Linked DNA regions of Danio rerio: region 1 is linked to region 2. A link is a contact called in public HiChIP or PLAC-seq data. All regions are on one chromosome and are shown on one strand. Each heading gives the region's core, a stretch centred on a gene start, on an enhancer-like site or on the middle of the called end of the contact. The rest is flanking DNA. Distances are from core to core; before and after follow the strand shown.

Evidence for each region. HiChIP or PLAC-seq counts read pairs in DNA pulled down with a chosen protein or histone mark.
Region 1: an H3K4me3 HiChIP or PLAC-seq map of gastrula embryo shows a contact between it and region 2, with 4 times the contacts expected there. The contact joins the promoter of taldo1 here to the promoter of bncr in region 2. A contact is called at or near these places in 2 of 4 datasets of contacts at active chromatin or transcription factors (embryo and gastrula embryo).

What each region holds. Positions count from the first base shown.
Region 1 is chr18:54,173,332-54,176,031 of GRCz12tu, reverse strand. It overlaps taldo1 (transaldolase 1), which reads right to left and starts at 1,272. Exons shown (of 8, transcript NM_199687.1): 1 at 1,161-1,272. The coding sequence starts at 1,257.
Region 2 is chr18:54,034,949-54,037,648 of GRCz12tu, reverse strand. It overlaps bncr (bouncer), which reads right to left and starts at 1,252. Exons shown (of 1, transcript NM_001365726.1): 1 at 600-1,252. The coding sequence starts at 1,230. The coding sequence ends at 853. ppfia1 (PTPRF interacting protein alpha 1) reads right to left here. Exons shown (of 29, transcript NM_001111244.1): 29 at 1,804-2,698.

The DNA.
Region 1 (2,700 bases), core at 23-2,522, 140 kb before region 2:
TCTATCCACGATGATAAATCAAATATAACAGTGCAGGAAGAGCCTCAGTTAAACACAGGACATCCACTCCTGCACAGAGGCAGAGATACAGAAGCCAAAACACATTACTCTGGAAAACTGTCAAGCAGAATCCAGTTGATCAGGTCAGAGAGGCTTTATCTGGAGCAGATCATGAGAAGAGCAAACACACAACAATAACACCTCTAATCTCTCTATACTGACTACAGGAAAACACTGCAGAACAGAAACAAGTGTGTGTGTGTGTGTGTGTGTGTGTGTGTGTGTGTGTGTGTGTGTGTGTGTTCATCATCATGACCATGCAGAAAACAGAAAGAGGAGTTCAGCTCCTTCAGCCAAGCAAACAGTGAAATCACGGAGTTTCACAAGAGGACTGAAGCAACACCGCTGATGAAGAAACCTCCACCGAGCGCCTCCTCCACGCGCTGCAGCCGGAGCTCCTCGTGCGGCCTTACTAAAGAGCTTTAGATTACATCTGTAAACCTTTAGCTCGAGTCCTGCGTCCTGTACATCAGAGTTTAATGTGTCACTGGAAACTGTTGATCGCGGAAACGTTGAGAACTTTAAACTCTGCACAGTTTCAGCCGAACATTACATTAAGTCACGCACGCCTGATAAAGGCTTATTAATATTAATAAAGCACTGTATTCCGCCATTCGTCGGGTGACCGGTGAGTGCTGCCCCCAGCCAATCAGAGAAGGAGATTTTGAATGTCAAGTAGGCATATTAATATTCATTAGAAGAGCGTGCTCGTTCGCTTCCGGGTATTGGCGCGAGAACGCAAGAGTAACGCTACATTTGTCAAAGCCGGTGAAATCCGTTTGTATTAAACCGGTTACCGGAATCACAAGTGTTCCTCTTAGTGTTAGCTCACCGCCACAGACCGCCGCGTTTCTACACACTTCCGTTTCAGGCTCTAGTTCCGCTAATAATTATAGAGCACATGAGGGTAAACTTCAGCAATCATTACGAAATTACGCCGCTGTGCACGAGCAGGAGACGAGCTGCGCGCACACAGGGAGGGTGAGGATCATCATCTTCATCTTCATCATCACTCCCCGTCCTCTGAATGAGGCATTAGTGAACTGAGGCGCGTATAAACTTCACCACACCGCCTCCTCATGACTATACAGCTGATTTACCGTTAAAGTCTCCCGTGTCCGCGACGACCACCGTGAACTTCTTGATCTGCTCGAGCGCGGACTCCATCTTCCGCCGTTTGTCCGGTGATACAGACATGATGACCGGAGAAAATCCGCTTTTATAGCAGCGCAAACAGAGACGCGACTGTCTGAACTAGAGCTGCGCGCACACACACGCGCGGGGGGCGGGGTTACTGCGTGGCGTCATCGCGCACAACCAATGATGGTGAGATTGAGCCACAACCCTCATGAGCCGAGGACACTGAACATCAGCGAGGACACAGCGCGCTTGCGCAGATGTGGAGCTACACTCGAGCTTCAGCAAACAGATTAAAGTAGTGCAGAAGAACACAACAACAACAACAACAACAACAAAAACAACACAAAAACAGATTAAAGTAGTGCAGAAGAACACAACAACAACAACAACAACAACAAAAACAACACAAAAACAGATTAAAGTAGTGCAGAAGAACACAACAACAACAACAACACAATAACAGAGCCGGCCCCATTTCAGAAAGGAGGTTAAGTGAAAACTCAGAGTATGTTAACCCTGAAATGAGAGAAACTCTGTGTTTGCAGTTTCAGAATGGCAGGTTTGTCAGGCTGGAGACAGCAGAGTAAGTCAAGCCTGTTCCTGAAAGAGAGGTGACTTTAACTCGGACTCAGGTACCGTGGTATTTTACTCTGTGAACTTAACCTGGTCAGGAGCAGGTTTCTTCTCTAAACGCTGAGAGTCTCCTGCTCATTTAAAGATGAAGCGGTGTTTCTCGCCTCAGCCTTACGTTTCCTTACACCTATTTTAATGTTCATTTTGGAGACTTTTAAAAATGTGCATAAAAATGTAATAACTGTAAAATAACTGAGGAGGAGAAACTTTTAACCGATAAGAAAAGATGCGCATACATTAGGATGGAAACACTTTTACTGAACACATAACAGTATACGCATTAGAAAAGGTGATGTGATGTTGTTATGAGAGATGGTGTGATGAGGATAGTGTGTGTGAAGGGATAGACCAGCAGCATGAGCACACTGCAGAGCATCTGACATGTTGTTTTGGTCATTCTATAATGCTGAAACCATTTCAGTATTAGTGTTATTATATTATTATGACCTCTGGCCCTACACACACACACACACACACACACACACACACACACACACACACACACACACTCTCTCTCTCTCTCTCTCTCTCTCTCTCTCTCTCTCTCTCTGACTGCACCAAGCAGTGGTGGAGTGGAATCTGCTGACTGTCCTGCAGGTGGCGCTGCTGTGTGAGTCTGGAGTTTTGCTGTGCTGTTATTCATGCTTCAGTGTTTATCTCACTAGTGCACACTGTGTGTGTGTGTGTGTGTGTGTGTGTGTGTGTGTGTGTGTGTGTGTGTCTGTGTGTGTGTGTGTGTGTGTGTGTGTGTGTGTGTGTGAGATGGTTTGTATGTGAGTGTGTGTTGGTGTGTATTGCTTCTGCAGTACTCAACAGTGAAACACAGCATCCACATAGAACACACACACACACACACACACACACACA
Region 2 (2,700 bases), core at 3-2,502:
AGCAGCAGCAGACTGCATTCATCAGCATTGGGTGTGAGCTGGTGATGGGATTAAAATATGATGTTATCAGTATTATACTCACTGCTCTAAAAGAAAATCATCACTGCTCTTTTTAAATGTCCTGGTGAAAACTATAATTTACTCCACACTGAGCACAGTATCCTTCAGTAGACATGTGCGGCTGAATAATGAAGGTCTTCATTAGGCTCACACTGACCTCTCTACAGCATGAGAAGGCTCTGGAGATCTCTGCTCTGTTGATCTGCAGTAAAGCCTCTGCTCAGCTCAGCTGGCTGATGCTGGTGTGTGTGGAGAGGAGACTGGTTTAAGAATCTGGAGATGTCTGGATTACAAACAAGACCAAAGCTCATACAAGAGCAGCCGCAGCACTGTAGAGTTCCTGTCCAACACACACACGTGCACGCGCACATGCACACGCACACACACACGCACACACACACGCACACTTTGATCAGGTGTGTTGTAATTAGGGTTCAGGGTGTGTGTGCAGAGCTCAGCTTCATGCCACTTGCCCGGGTCTGTAAATGACAGAGACCCTGCTGGAGTCTGTAAATGAGTGAAGTTCACTTAAGACCAACTTAAAATTCTCCGATAGTTTAATGAGTTCATTTAAAACAGAAATCAACATGTAGAAGTGCGCAGAGCAGAGCTCAGTGTGTGCCGTGTCCAGCTCACTGTCTCTGACCGCTTGATGACGGCCAGAAGGAGCAGCTGTGTCAGTATGTTCACTCTGCTGACAGTTTGTTTGTTTGTTTGTCTCGGTTTGGTCTGGTGTGTGTTTATTCGTCTGTCTGGTGTGTGTGTGTGTGTGTGTGTGTGTGTGTTTCTCCGTCAGAGTGCCCCGGCGGCGGTGAGCGCAGCAGCGGGCAGCAGCAGCAGCAGTAGCCGGCCCCCGGGCTCCGCTCTCGGCTGGGAGTTGCAGTAGTGTCCCCCGCAGCAGGAGAAGCTGAAGCTGATGTTGTTTCCCCGGATCATCTGGTGTCTGGAGCGGCTGCAGTCTGCCCTCAACATGCAGCCCTTGCGGAAGAGCACGGAGGAGCGCCCGAAGCGGCCGTCCGCGGTGTAGCAGAGCTCCTGCACCGGACACTCGGTCACTACCGGCGCACACGAGCTGTTCAGCGACGTTACCGGGCAGAAGAGGCAGCGGAGACCCTGAGGGAGGACCACCGGGACACACACCAGCAGCAGAAACAGCAACACACAGCCCATGCTGAAGCAGAACACACACACTGACATGAGGAGGATGAGCAGCTGCGAGATAAACACACACACACACACACACACTCTTCAGCTGAGGCCTGTTGTCTGATTACCTTCATTAACACAATCAGCTCAATCATCAGGCTGAGCTGACCAAAACCACATCAACATGACTCTCACACACATTCCCCAGCATAACTGAGCACACCGCCTCTTCATAATCAGCATCTTCTCTCATTTCTCTGTGCATGCGGGGAATATATTTGATCAATTTAAACAAAACAGGTTTATTAAACAGTTCTATTAAAGCCCAACATCTTAAATAGAAAAATAACTTGCATTTAAACCAGTGATTGCGTCACAATAATGATAAAATTATTACAAACTATATAATTCTGTATATTTCATCTGTTTTCCTGTGTATTAATGGTATTTATTATTCTTCAGTGTGTTAGTTAGCCGAGTTGATCAGTGATCAAATGACTGATACACACACACACACACACACACACACACACACACACACAGAGAGAGCACAGCAGTCGTGTGTTCGTAAAGAATTATTTTATTGGCAGTGGAAAATAGGTTTCAGTATTTTATTGAAATGAAAGCAATAAATAATACGGTGATAAAAACAGCTGATCAGTACTGCACTGTACATTATTGAGGATTACAGGAGCTTTCTTTAAATAAAGGACAATATAAAGAGAGTAACGCCACTTTAATTGTACAGAAGTGACTAGCCAGAGTTAAAATAAAGAGAGGCTGGGATATGAGTCCAGCCTGCGCTTTAGACACCATCTGAAACAGGACGAGTCCTACATCAAGGCAGATTTATAATATACACCATATAAAAGACCAGCCAGACGTTAGGAGCGGCTACAAATATAAGGCTTCAGTACAGTGGTAAAAACAGGGTCAAAGGTCGAGGCCACTGAGGATTGGTCCGTCTACAACACTGGAGAACACACGCTCACACACACATACTCACACACACACACGCGCGCACACACGCACGCACACACACTCAGGGAATGCAGCGGCAGGCTCTGGGCTAAATCAGCCGGCATTAGGATCATCTGTAGAAAGGTTTGTCCAGAACAGCCCTCATGGTGATGAGCAGAGTATGGCTTCTCAAGGGTTCATTTTGGTATCACAGAATATAAAACACGTACCAACCCAAACATCCACACTGCACTCGGGCCACTAGCGGGATCAGAGCTAGGAGAAGCGCACACGGCCCTGCAGCGAGGAGGAGATGGAGGATGAACACAAGAGGAGCAAATGCACAGACTCAATTATACAGCTAGCGGATTAGCACAATGCAAGATTAAAAGACTACACGAGTGACAGAATCAAATCAGAAGTCAAACAGAGCGAGAGCGAGCGGAGGACACACAGCCCTGATGATGAGGATGAAGATCACGGTAACAGCGAGAGAGCAGAGCGCCCCTGTGTGGAGGATCAGCCGGATCACCT